2 separate regions of the Mus musculus genome follow, and region 2 is linked to region 1. Evidence: chromatin contacts called from public Micro-C data. All regions are on one chromosome and are shown on one strand. The core of a region is the stretch at or near the end of the contact, and the rest is flanking DNA. Distances in the headings are between cores, read along the strand shown. Region 1 holds the start of Twsg1 (twisted gastrulation BMP signaling modulator 1). Region 2 overlaps Ankrd12 (ankyrin repeat domain 12).

Region 1 (6,801 bases), core at 669-3,168:
AAGGCCAGCCCCACCCACACCGGGGCTGGAGAGATGGTTTTAGTGGTTAGGAGTATGTTACTGCAGTTTCAGAAGACTTGAGTTTGGTTCCCAGCACCTATCTGGGACAGCTCGAAATCACCTGTAACTTTAGCTTCGGGGGGAGGGGCGCTGAACCCTATGACTTCCTGGGGCACCTGAACACGGAACACACGCTCACACACACATAATTAAAAACAATAAAAATACATCTTTAAAGCTATTACTTCTGCGTTACGTTAAAGCACCCTGTAGGTGCTCACACGTGCAGCTGGAGATGAAATCCAGGGCCTCGCGTGTGTGAGGCAAGGTTTCTACCATGAACTACACCTTCAGCTCCAATGTTCAAAATCTGAGCATCAAAGCAAAACTGTGAAGGAAAATTATTCTGGTGATTATCTCACTTTGTTGGTAAAGGACTTGGGGGAGAGGCGCAGGAACCACAACCATTCTTAACTGCATTAAGAATTGTAGGTAAATGGGAAGATATTCTGTTAGTACGGTAGATTCTTCTGTTCTTAAGAAGTATCACAGTACAGAAAGAAAACAGAGGGGCACCAGCACAAATTCTCACAGGGGTTATAAGTGGGGGCTGGCAAGATAGCTAGGTGGCTAACAACACTTGCCTGACATGCCTGAAAGCCTAAGTTCTACTTGGGAGGCAGAGGTTGGCGGATTTCTGAGTTCGAGGCCAGCCTGGTCTACAGAGTGAGTTCCAGGACATCCAGGGCTACACAGAGAAACCCTGCCTCGAAAAACCAGGAAAAAAAAAAAAAAAAAAAAGGAAGAGAATTGCCTCCCTCCAAAGTTGTCCTTTGGCATACACACCATGGCGCAGGTGCACAGGTATGCTTGTGTGCGCATAAACACGCTCGCGCACCCACTAAAATTTTAAAGATATAATTTCTTAAGGCTAAAACACAAATTCCCAACAAAATCAATTAAATAATAGCTGGGCCTGATGAGACACGCCTGTGATCCCAGCATTTGGCAAGCAAGGCAGGAGGATAATGAACTGCAGGCCAGCTTTACTTCCAAGTTAGATAAATTAACGATAAAAATAAGGGGCTAGAGAGATGGCTCAATGTCTTAAGAGCACTTGCTACTCTTGTAGAGGACCCGAGTTCGGTTCCCAGCACCCACACTGGCAGGGCACAAGGGTCAGCAAGCCCAGCTCTGGGGCATCCAATGCCCTCTTCTGGCCCCTATAGCAGTGCCAAGACGAAAAGTGTGCATACGCATACAGACGCATGCATTTTATTTTAAAGGAGTCAAAATAAATCCCCTCAAAACAATAAAATACAATTTTGATGTAGGGCCGGTTAGAAAGTGGACCCTGCTGGTTACAAAACTAGGAGATGGCGCTACACCACAGGCTCTGCATGGGGTATGACTCCGTTCTGAAACAGAAAGTCCAGAGCTCCTGCCCGCCGGCGGGGAACCGTTAGTAATCCCATTTTCTCGCCCGCTCCCTGCGGACCCAGCCGGCTCCCTGGGCATCCTGCCCACAGCCGGTGCGGCCCCGTCGCCGCTGCCGGCCGCGGGGACCCACAGACACCCCCGGCTGCCCCGAGCGTCTTCCCGCCGTCCTCCGGGAATCCAGGTGACCGCGGGGGAGGAGCGCGACACCCCACACCAGCGCCCGGACCCGAGGTTCCGAAGGCGGTGGCACCGCGGCCCTTTGTCCCCGCCGTTCGGGCCTCTCGGCGCCCGCATCCCCGCCGAGCGCCGCGGCCTGGCTTCCTAGATGCCGCCCGCCCGCGCGCCCGAGCTCGCTCACCGTGGCCCCGGCCTCCTCCCGGCCGCCGAGCCTCCAAGCAGCTCCCGCGAACCCCGGCGCCGCGGACACACAGGCCCGCGCTGTCCCCGGCCGCTCCCAGGCCCGCGCCGGGCTGCAGGCCACGCCCCCTGGAGCCCGGGCTGGGCACGCCCTCGGCCACGCCCCCAGGTGTGTGCGCTCCGGCCTCTCGCGGAGCCGGGCCCCGCCCATCAGCCGTCTGGTCTGCTGCCACCTGTTGGGCGGCTTACCTCTGCTGCCAGCCGCTGTGCCCTGCGGTTCGGTTCAGCAGCTCTGCCACAAAGCTGATTTGTCCTCCTTACTGGATATAAGAATGAGGCACAGGGCAGATGAATAGAACAGGACTGATACTTGACGTGCGAGGCAAGGTTCATTTTAAATACGTGTTTAAGCACCTAGGGATCACTGGATACGGATCTGTCCCACACTTCAGTCACTAATTCATAAAAATGTTAAGCCTGGCACTGCCAAAAAGGAGAGAAGGCAGCAGTGAATCCTGCTCAGGAATGTCACTAGGTATGGGAGGGAGACCAACTGGAAGAAGCCTCAGTTGGAACGGAGGTCAGGTCAGTATTGGCTTGACCAGTCATTGAGTCTTGAACTTTAGGAAGATGGGGCTTATCCCACCAGTAGCCCACAAATAAAGTACATTTAGGTCTTTACCATAACCATTGCTTTTCCAGCAATATTCCACAGCCATTGAGTTGGAGCCCACATGGCCAGTTCACTTTGGGAGCAATGGCCTAGTGTCAAACCCTTTCTTAACCTAGGAAGTGTCTTAAACTCTCCTTGGTTTACTGGGAGGCAGCAGCCTAGAAAAAATTGGCTGAGATGGATAGTAATAAATTACTAGCTAATGTGGGTCATAGTGCTGGTATTAATACATTTTGTAAAGTAAGCATAGGTTTTCTTTAAAAATCGGGGGCTGAGTAGATGGATCAGTTAGTAAAAGACCAGGGTTCAGATTCATATGCCCATATGTTCATATGTCAGGCACAGGGGTTGATATATGAAACCCAGCCCTAGAAGGAGGTAGACATAGGAGGATTTCTGGGTTCACTAAAGCTCCAGGTGCCATGAGAAACCCTGTTTAGGAAAATCAAAAGTAAGAAAGCCACCCAAGGTGGTGGTTCAGCTCATAAGGACATCTGTCACCAAACCTGATGACCTTATATTTAGCTGCCACCAAGCCTTATAGTCAAGCCTCAAGATCCACAAGGTGGAAGTAGAGAGCCAATTCTTGCAAGTCATCTTCTGATCTCCACATGTGTGCCACAGAAGGAGTGCAAACACACACACACACACATGCAAGTACACACATACACACACACGCACATATATACACGTGTGTGCACACACATGTGCACAAGTGCACATACACACGCTTGGGTGCGCGTGCATATACATACATACATGTGTACACACTATTTTAAATATAGGATGACATAAGAGTATGTTATACACCAGCCATGCACATATGCACACACTAATAGGTGCATATACATCCCACACATTAAATGAAGCTCCCCTGAAAACTACCCTAAGAAAACAAGGGTCTACACCTATTAAATTTTACGGATCTTATTCTCAGCATTATTTATGAGTTACAGAGATTACGATCCACTACATCAGTGGGCTAGTCCAACCATTTAAAATGCTATTGTAGATCACTGACTCCCAAACCTCTTGTTCACAGGATTCTATACTGTTGAAAACATGGAGTGTTTCAAAGAGGTTATGTGTATCGTTTCAATATTTGAAATTAAATTTTTTTAGTTAAAATTGCTCATTATTTCATTAAACCCAGTACATAGTTACATAGATAACATTTATTTTAATAAGTGCATTTAAAAAAATAAAACTGTGATGGATTAAACACTATCCCCGTAGGCTTGTGTGTTTGAACATATCCCCAGTCAGTGGCACTGTTTGTAAAGACTGAGGGGTGGGAGATACTCCACTGGGGGCTGACTTTGAAGTTTGATAAACTGGACCCCGTTCTCTGTCTGCTTCCCATGTAGGGAACTATGTGATTTGTCAGCTTACCCACCCTGAAGGGACGCCAAGGGACTTGGGTTTCAGGAGCCCTGGATCAAACACTCCTCGTCATCCTGGAGCTCCATCCATGCTGGTGGCTCTGTAAGGAGCCCCTATTTGTGCCCAATACCCACCGCAGTGGGCTGGACCATGTGGCTTGTAAGGATGCTCAGCCACTGTTGATGCGAACTCTGTTTTGTTTCTCTCTCGTTTCCTCCCTGTCCTGTGAGGTCTCCTGAGTCTTTCTACTCCATGTTGGATCCTCAGAACAACAGGCTGGACGGACGGACGGACATACTGCGACAAAGGACTAATGCTGCGCCTAAACAAGGGAGATTTCTGTGACGCCAACAACGCCCTGCGTGATGGACCCTGAAATGATGGCCCAAGGTCACACGAATGAGAACACATCCAGATCAAAGAGAGCATCAGGACCCACCAGGGAAACTTGGGCTCTGCCTCTTTTCCCTGTACAACCCGGAGACTCTTGAGAACACTCTGAAACAGTGTTTAGATCATCAGGCCTCTGCATTTGCCAGTGTGATCATGCCCTTTATGATAATGATGATGATGATAATAATAAGTAATAGTAATAACAATGCTCTTTTCTTGACTTTACCACCAGCTTCTTTTTCGTTAGTTTTCTGGGATGGAGGTGGGGATGGGGCCCTGAGCCTAGTCCACAAGGACTCTTGGGAACTGGGGCTTTTGACCCAATTCTGATTGGTTCTAACCTCATTGCTAGCCATAGGAGGCCAGGTGAGGGGTCCCAGCATGAACAAAAACCCAGTGAAAATGGGAACACCTCTTTGCCAGCTTCTGGTTAAGACATTACAAACTCATTTTTTTTTCTTTCTTGAGTGGATCAAATCAGCTGAGTTTACAGATTTTGAGTCAGAGGAGCTTCAGTTTCTCAGCCTCTCCAACCAGCTTGAGTCAGGAAGTGGGGGTGGGGTGGGGTGGGGGTGGCAAGCACCTTAGCAGCACACCGCACTCTTCAATTCTCCTCTCTGCTCTGTTATCTCCATCGCTGCTGCAGCAGAAAGAGGACAAAGGCAGAAAGCCAGTGTCTTTCAAGGGACTGTGGACTCTGCTTTAAGTAGGAACAATGTAGGCAGGATTGCTATAAACTGCCCTTTAGGCACCGACCACAAGACAGTGTCTTTCAGCAAAATGACTCTCAAGGACCACTGAAATATTTACATGTGCCCTTCACAAACATGACATGGATCGCTGCTGCCCGTCACGGTAGGTTCAAACTTGTTTAGATATTTACGAATCTGCTTTCACTTTAGATTCCACCCTTCTGAGCATAGAAACAATACATGTGTGCCTGAGCAATGGTGACCATGGATGATAATAGGCTGTTCTATTTTATCCTACAGATGTTGTTCCTGCTGGTATCTCCTGCCTGTAATCATTAGCAGTTGGGAGACCACACAGGAACACTGAAAGCTCCAGGCCCAGTCTAGCCTTTCAAATGAAAGAAAGCCTGTCTGTCTCCCAACACTATTTCTGTTTGTGTCTATTGCTACTAGTCCCCTGAGCCCTGCAGAGTCCCACATTTATACACATTACATAAAACACAATCCTCAATACCATTATATATATATATATATATATATATATATATATATATTTTAAAAATCTACGTGTTCCTTCAAAAATATTTAAATTTTTATTTACGTTAGTGTTCTGCCTACATGTATGTCTGTGTGAGGGTGTGAGATCCCTTGAAACTGGAATTACAGACAGTTGTGAACTGCCTATGTGGGTGCTAGGAATTGCTCCCAGGTCCTCTTGAAGAGCAGCCAATGCTCTTAATTGCTGCTGCTAAGCCATCTTTCCGGCCCTAGGTGTTCTTTTTTATACTGGTGACATTTTCGAGAAACTTCTCCGGTGGTATGATAGTTAATTTTGTCCACGTGAATTCAGAGACATCTGAGAAGTTTGTAAAATACACCTCTAAGTGAGTCTATGAGAGAGTTTCCAGAGATGGACCTCCAGGGCTCTGAGCTAGCCAGTCGCTTAATCTACTGATGGATTTAAAACCTGAACATATGTTGAGGTATGGTATGGAGAACTGAGAAAGGTAGGACCTGTCCAGAGGAAGTGAGTTCTTGAGGGTGTGCCTCTGAAGGTTTTGTTTGTTTGCTTGTTTTTTTTTTTTTTTTTTTAAAGATTTATTTATTTATTACATGTAAGTACACTGTAGCTGTCTTCAGACACACCAGAAGAGGGCGTCAGATCTTGTTACAGATGGTTGTGAGCCACCATGTGGTTGCTGGGATTTGAACTCTGGACCTTCGGAAGAGCAGTCAGGTGCTCTTACCCACTGAGCCATCTCACCAGCCCTGTTTGCTTGTTTTTAAGAGAGTCTCCTTATGTAGCTCTGGCTGTACTAGAACTTACACAGGCCTACCTCTGCCTCCCAAGTGCTGGGACTAAGGGTATGCACCACTAAGCCTGGTGTCATATGTCAGGACCCAGAGATGTACTTGGGTCAGAAACCTGTTTCTTTCTCTTCCTAGCATGTTCATATTGTACACATTTTTTTTTTCCTGCTTTTCATGGGTTTTTGTTATTTTGTTTTTCGTTTTTCTGTTTTTGGTATCTGGAAGATAGGGGGCCAACAAGACAGGCTTGTTAGGGCTGTGAGAGTGGAGGATTTGACGCTAACAGCTCTGCTTACTTAGGATGAGAGGGCAGATGTACTTAACAGGGACGCGGATCTGACAAACAGCGGGTGGGTCATTCATGTGCCAATCACTCAGTTAAACATTGGCTAGTGTTAAGTATATAACAGGACAGGTAATCTAATTCCCAAGTGTTCTCATGTATAAAATGAAGATCTTTTTTAAATGTACTTGGTAAGAGAATGTTTAGAGCTAAATGAGATGATGTCAAGCGGCCAGCACGTAAGTGTTTGCCTCCTCTTCTGTCCATTT
Region 2 (7,362 bases), core at 2,720-5,219, 63 kb after region 1:
GTGTTTACCATAAATGTCTGACCAACATGGTACAGAACTGCCGATCATACCGTTCACTATACCTAGGGCCTTGCACCACAAGTGGACTCGAGTGATGACATCAGTAAATATACGCTGTTTCTCTCAGCAGACATTTTCTCAGAGCATTTTCCCCATGGTGAAAACCGACATTCTGCAGATTCCTTGTCCTGGGGGCGGGGATTGGTATTAACAGCAAACAGTTTACAGGACAGCTTTGAGCAGAACTGGCATCAGCACAATATCTTATGGAATAAACTGCATGTGAAATGCTACATATCTAACACTGATTTATTTGCTCCGAGTTTATCAAGGTGTGACATTCACAGACTGAGTTATCCTCTAATTTTGCAACACTTAAAAGTGTATCTGTCACATGGATGGTATTTCTGAAGGAAAATCATGCTGTGAAATTTTCACATACAAATAATTATGGGCAGTTAAATTAATTGTCCATTAAAAATGCATTCAGAATTTTGATTGGTTGAAGATTGATAATGTTGAGCTTAACAAGGACTTCAAGTAAATTAAAGAATAAAATTTGGGTATTTCCCTCAGTCTTCAGCAATCCCAGAATTGCTGTGTGATACTTACTGATAATTTTTGCATCATTCCTTGACGCACTTTGATCAAGCAATAATTCAGGCACATTCACCATGTGGAAAATAAATATTCTGAAAAATTAATACATAGCTGATGAACACAGGAAATAGTATCAGAGGAAAATTAAAAAGGTTCTAGAAGATTTGTCCTACTCTAAAATTAAAACATGTACGTTCAAATAAAATAGCTTTTATCTGAAAAATCTCTTGCTGCACTTTGTCCTATGGAAGGGTTTGTTTGTTTGTTTGTTTGTTTTGTTTTTTCCGAGACAGGGTTTCTCTGTATAGCCCTGGCTGTCCTGGAACTCACTTTGTAGACAGGCTGGCCTCGACCTCAGAAATCTGCCTGCCTCTGCCTCCCGAGTGCTGGGATTAAAGGTGTGTGCCACCACGCCCAGCTCTATGGAAGGTTTTTAACAAATGCTGCTTTTCAAAGCTACGGCTTCTTGAAGAATCAAAATTAAAGAGTTCACAGCAATAATAGAACATGGCATATAAAATTTCCTACTTTTTAAAATCTTATTTTCTTATCAAAGACAATGAATTTCAACTCAAATCCAGATACTATAATACCTGGAAGGATGTGTAAAGAACTCCCAGGTTTTACATAACAGACAGATTTGCAAATAAGTTAAATGTCAAAACTGACCACAAACAGTAGAGTTTCCTCAATTACCTCTACTTAGTAGCAGAAAGGCTTAGACGGAAGGAAAAGGAAGAATTGGTATTTAGGGTGACCCCCAGGTATGTGGCTTCTGAGGACAGTCAAGTGCTGTTGTCATTTAGAAAGAAAAGAACACAGTGGCATAAATGGTGGGGGAGGGGGAGCGAGTTTCCCTTGTGCACTTTAATTTCTGAGGGTCACTGAGGAAATGGAAGTGGCAAGATCCTGAGGCAGCTAAACGTAGTTCCTGAGGTTTCAGAGAGCAGTCTGGGGTTGAAAGGAACGTTTGGAAGGTCTTAACCTGTGAGTGGTGGGTGGGTATGCGGAGCTTGTCAGGAAGGCTCCCTGGGGTAGAGAGGAGGATCCAGTGAGTGAAAATCTGAGCAAACCAACAAGGCACAGAGGAAGGAAAAGGAGATAAGATTCGAGAACCAAACTTGGAATAAAGCAGTCTAGGAACTGTAGAAAAGTCAAGGTGGATTATGTCCCAGAAATCAAGGCGTTAGAAAACTAAACAAAGAAACACAGTCAGCGTTTTCAAATTCCAGTTTGAAAAGAGCAGAACTACAACACTTTCCAAGGATCTAGCAGTAGAAGAACATCTGTGGTCTTACTAAAAAATAAATTCCAGTGTAAAAATTACAGACTATTAAAAATAAATAAGGAGCCGGAGAGATGGCTCCTTGGTTAGAACACTGGCTGCTCTTCCAGAGGACCTGGGTTCAGTTCCCAGGATTCATATGGAGGCTCACAGCCATCTGTCACTCCATCCTAAGGAGATCCAATGCCACCTCTGACTCCACTGGGCACCAAGAACGCATGTAGTGTCCATGCATATGGGGCATAAACATACATGTAAGCAAACCCCTCACGTCCATAACTGTTAAAGAAGTCATCCAGGCCTCCAGTGCCACCTCTGCATCCAGCTCTCAGCCAAAATGTTTTACATCGAAAGGATTTAAGTACATATGTCAGCACAGGTTAAAAAAAAAAAAAAACATTGCTCATGACAAGGAATGTAAATGTAGTTCAAGGATAAAGCACTACTTTCATAGTATGTGTGAGGGTCTGACTTTGATTCTCAGCACCTCAAAACCAAACCAAATCAAAACATAATACCAAATAATGCTGGGCACTTAGTAAGAATCAGCTATAAGCTATGGTTCCCCATCTTAACTTCTCCAACCCGATACACATAAAGTTCTTCAAAACACACCACGGACATGCCAAGTCTCCATCAAGCTCCCAGTGATGCAGACGGTTAAATACTGCTTTAATACTATAACAACCGCTATGTTCCCAGGAGTGTGCCTGACTAATAAGGAAGGGTGAGTATTTTAAGAGTGTTTTGGTGAAAACGGGCTAGTGAGATGGCTTAGCCACTGTCAATAATAGCACTTGCCACAAGCCTCATGGCTTGAGTTTCATCCCTGAGACCCACATGGCTGAAGGAGAGCGCCAACTCTAGTAAGCTGTCCTCCAACCTCCACATGCATTGCATTCCCTCGTATTCATCCTGTCTCTTATAAGTCATGAATAAAATTTAAAAATTCAAAAAGAGTTTTTGTGTAGCAATATCTGAAATATCACAAAGTAGAATCTTCTAGAGCTATTCTGCTTCCGCTTCAGTTCTAGTAACCAGTTTTGGATAACTCACACGGTGACAGCTGACATCCCTGACCTTTCACCCACTCTCGTTAGACAGCCACTTTTTGTTTTGTTTTGGTTTTTTGGTTTTTCGAGAGACAGCCACTTTTGTACACTTGTTTATATGCACCATTAAGCTTTCCCAGTCTTTCTTTGTTTCTCCTGTTTTCTTTTCTGAGACTGGGTCTCACTAATGTAGTCCTGGTCGGCCTTGAATTCACGGAGGTCTGCCTCCTGCCTCGGCCTCCAGCACTAGGATTGAAGGTGTGTGCTACTACATCTGGCTGCTTAGTCTTCTCGACACTTGCAGGTCTCTCTGCGTTTTGTTTGTTTTGACCTCACAGTAAGTCATATCTTGTTCAGGTATTTTAAATCTCTATAATTTAGTTCGCCGGTTGTTTTAAAGTCACTGCATCTATTACTTATGTCTCCTGTTTTACTCATAACTCTGTTCTTTTCTATTTTTGTTATGGTACAGCAAATATGACTTCTTTTATGTTATTTTCTAAAATGACAAAGCACTTTTAAAATTCATTTACTTACAGAATTACCATGTTTCACTAGAACCTATAAGTATTTCATTTTTTGAGGTGTCTTTTGTGTGTTTCACTGGCACCTGAACTCAGGGCCTCACGCATGCTAGGAAATACTTAACCAACCAAGACATAGCCTTACTCCAAGCCTTTCATCTCTAGACCCATTCTCCCTGTGGTCCAGACTGGACTGGGAACTAGTAGACCTTCTGTCTTCTTGTATGATGGGACCACAGGCCATTTCTAAGACTTCCCATGTAATATCAGAATCTAGGTGCCCATTTTTGTTGATGAACTTAGAATTCCTACAGCTGTTTTATTTAGTGGGGTTAAATATGTGTTCACCGACCCTAACTATTCTCTTGTATCTCCCGGCAACCCCGAGGGTTGTTACTTTTTTATTAGCTCACAGCACCATGAGATAGAGCAGTCCAAGGACAAGGTAAGCACCTCTCTGCCTGGTGAGCAGCTCAAGTACTGAGCAGAAGCAGCCTGTCTGCCACCCAGCAGATCTCAGTCCTAGCTGTTCCCATGGACTCACTCACGTGGATTAGACACAATCTCCCAGGGCCTGTCTTGTATCTACTGAGCATAAGGATCTATGTACTTACAATATTAAATTTACATTTTTCACTAGAGGGCGAATTCACATCACTTCTGACCTCCACACTGATACCACAGCACACATCCTCTGCTCCCCACTACACATACTGAGTAAGTAAATAAATGTCTAAAATACTATTTTATCAAACTCCTGAATCTTACACGCGCCACTTACTTTGACTGAGCTTTATGTAAGATTCTCCTGAGCAGTAACCCCCCATGCTTAAGTTTTTCGTGTTGCTTATTTGCTGTAAAGCTTGACGTGCCTTTCTGAGGATGGTACAGGATCTCCCTTTTCTGTTCCATACTCTAAATCTGCTCAAGAACAAGATCTGTGTAGGACGGTACAACCTTGGCCTTGCTGACAGTGAAGAATAGAAAATTACTGGCCTCTTGTGAAAACATGAATTTTTTACCTCGGAGCCCACCCCCTCCCATCTAGAGATTGTTCCCAGAACACTCCTAAACTTTTCACCCCAAAACTCCTCACCCTAAAGTTCGAACCCTCCCAACTAAAAACTGTTCCAAGAACATTTTTGAGATAAAGGCCTCCTAGAACAACCTCAAAATGAACCAGGTACTCCTTAGTTACGTAGGTTCCTTGATAGGACATGACTCCTTAGTTACGTAGATTCCTTTGGCAGAACTCCCTAGTGATGTAAACTTGTACTTTTCCTGCCCAGTTCTCCCCCTTTGAGTTTTACTATATAAGCCTGTGAAAAATTTTGGCTGACGGTCGAGACTCCTCTACCCTGTGCAAAGGTGTATGAGTTTCGACCCCAGAGCTCTGTGTGCTTTCTGTTGCTGCTTTATTTCGACCCCAGAGCTCTGGTCTGTGTGCTTTCATGTTGTTGCTACTTTATTAAATCTTACCTTCTACATTTTATGTATGGTCTCAGTGTCTTCTTGGGTACGCGGCTGTCCCGGGACTTAAGTGTCTGAGGGAGGGTCTCCCTTCGGGGGTCTTTCATTTGGTGCATTGGCCGGGAAACAGCGCGACCACCCAGAGGTCCTAGACCCACTTAGAGGTAAGATTCTTTGTTCTGTTTTGGTCTGATGTCTGTGTTCTGATGTCTGTGTTCTGTTTCTAAGTCTGGTGCGATCGCAGTTTCAGTTTTGCGGACGCTCAGTGAGACCGCGCTCCGAGAGGGAGTGCGGGGTGGATAAGGATAGACGTGTCCAGGTGTCCACCGTCCGTTCACCCTGGGAGACGTCCCAGGAGGAACAGGGGAGGATCAGGGACGCCTGGTGGACCCCTTTGAAGGCCAAGAGACCATTTGGGGTTGCGAGATCGTGGGTTAGAGTCCCACCTCGTGCCCAGTTGCGAGATCGTGGGTTCGAGTCCCACCTCGTGTTTTGTTGCGAGATCGTGGGTTTGAGTCCCACCTCGCACCTTGTTGCGAGACCGTGGGTTCGAGTCCCACCTCGCGTCTGGTCACGGGATCGTGGGTTCGAGTCCCACCTCGTGCAGAGGGTCTCAATCGGCCGGCCTTGGAGAGGCCATCTGATTCTTCTGGTTTCTTTTTTGTCTTAGTCTCGTGTCCGCTCTTGTTGTGACTACTGTTTTTCTAGAAATGGGACAATCTGTGTTCACTCCTCTTTCTCTGACTCTGGAGCATTGGAAGGAGGTGCGGGTCAGAGCCCACAACCAGTCGGTGGAGGTCAGAAAGGGTCAGTGGCAGACCTTTTGCGCCTCCGAGTGGCCAATGTTTGGAGTAGGCTGGCCACCTAAGGGTGCTTTTGACTTGTCACTAATCGCCGCCGTCAGGCAAATTGTTTTTCAGGAGGAAGGGAGTCGATGTGGAATCTGCCCCCATCAGGAAATAGCGTTTGGCTTGGCTGGTTGTACAAGTCCAGGCGTGGACGAGTGTGCTTAGAGATACTGGTGTCTTCTTTTTCTCTGTTGCTATCTTGTTTTTGTTTGTGGTTTTTGTCATGAGACACAGACACTGTACGTCAGAGGTAAAGTGAGATCCCTCCCTGTCTGTATGTCTGTGTGTCTGTGTGTCTTGTTCACTTGTGTGTCCTCCATTGGACCACCTTCTGATTCTGTTTTGTTTTTGATTTGTCTGGTTTCAGGTCTGGTCTTGGTCCCAAGGAGTTGACTGATTATCTTGGTTTGGTTTTAGGCCGGTCTCAGGTTCTGGGGCCTTCCCATGGAGACAGGTCCATTTGGGTTGGTCATAGTGACAGTAAGCTTCTCTGGAAATCGCATGTAAGATGCCCTGTATTGGTCTTGCTTGTGTTTGTCATTTCTGTGGTACTGTGATTCTATAGTGGTTGCCTGAAAAACGGTTTCTGTGTGTGTCTTTTTTGTCTCTTTGTGTTCGGACTTGGACTGATGACTGACGACTGTTTTTAAGTTATGCCTTCTGAAATAAGCCTAAAAATCCTGTCAGATCCCTATGCTGACCACTTCCTTTCAGATCAACAGCTGCCCTGCCTCCCACTCCAACTCCAGAGAGCAGCCAGCGGGTCACAGTGGTCCCGCCCATGGACCTGGAGCCTAGGGAAAAATGAGCTCGGAAATCCGGAGCAAATGAGGAGTGGTCCCTGAGAAGTCAGTGGCCTAAATGTTGTGGCTGCTGAAGCAAAAGAAGAGGAGGCTGTTCGAGTAGCCGGCCAAGAGCGCTGCAGGTTCCCAGGCAGCTTCTCATTCCCCTGTCCCTCCCATCCCATCTCTTGTTAACAGAAAAACTGCTTTCACTTTAAGATAAGTGCCGGTTGCAGCCGGCTGTGAGAGCTGCACTCCCGTCTCTGCTCTAAAGTTCCCTCTTCTCAGAAGGTGGCACCTCCCTGAGCTACTGGCAGTGATGTCCAAACTCCAGTGAGAGAGGCATCCGCCCACTTGGGACTTCTGTCCAAGGTAAGGAGCACCTGTGAGTCTAACTGCCAGGCTCTGATGGGGGTCTCGTCTCTGTGGGACTAAAAAGTGTCCCAACAATCTGACCAAGGTAACAGGAAGTTAAGACAAAGACAGAGACCAGAGTCAGAATCAGAGCTGTGCTGTGAGACAGAAAAATAAGAAAAATAAAATGTTGGCCACAAAAGTCAGGAAAACTAGAAAACTTAGATAGTACCTGGCAACAAAAGAAAGCTTTTGGCTAAAGATCAACGTGTATACTGTAAAGAAAATGAGCACTGGGTGAGAGACTGCCCCAACAAAAAGAAGAGGAGCCCCCCTCATGACCAAACCCTTCACCTGTTCGTGGCTAAAAGTAAAGAGATAACAAAAGGGGTGCTAACACAGAAGCTGAGTCCTTAAAAGAGTCCGGTGGCCTACCTGTTGAAGCAG

Evidence for each region. Hi-C and Micro-C count contacts between places; a contact is called where the count stands out from the background.
Region 2: a Micro-C map of granulosa cells shows a contact between it and region 1, with 2.1 times the contacts expected there. The contact joins the enhancer-like site here to the promoter of Twsg1 in region 1. A contact is called at or near these places in 2 of 39 promoter capture datasets (embryonic stem cells and macrophages), 15 of 484 Hi-C or Micro-C datasets (the Ba/F3 cell line, the C2C12 cell line, CD4 T cells and 8 more), 2 of 115 datasets of contacts at active chromatin or transcription factors (the SCID.adh cell line and embryonic stem cells) and 2 of 9 other capture datasets (adipose tissue and embryonic stem cells).

What each region holds. Positions count from the first base shown.
Region 1 is chr17:65,949,269-65,956,069 of GRCm38.p6, forward strand. It overlaps Twsg1 (twisted gastrulation BMP signaling modulator 1), which reads right to left and starts at 1,919. Exons shown (of 5, transcript NM_023053.3): 1 at 1,799-1,919.
Region 2 is chr17:66,010,677-66,018,038 of GRCm38.p6, forward strand. The region is part of intron 8 of Ankrd12 (ankyrin repeat domain 12); the gene reads right to left. Among named protein-coding and RNA genes, the nearest start is that of Ankrd12, 63 kb to the right of the region's middle. Within about 2 kb of position 3,970, at least 10 of the 459 cell types and tissues checked have an H3K27ac peak or open chromatin away from gene starts, as enhancers often do. A contact at or near this core is called in granulosa cells, where this site is marked.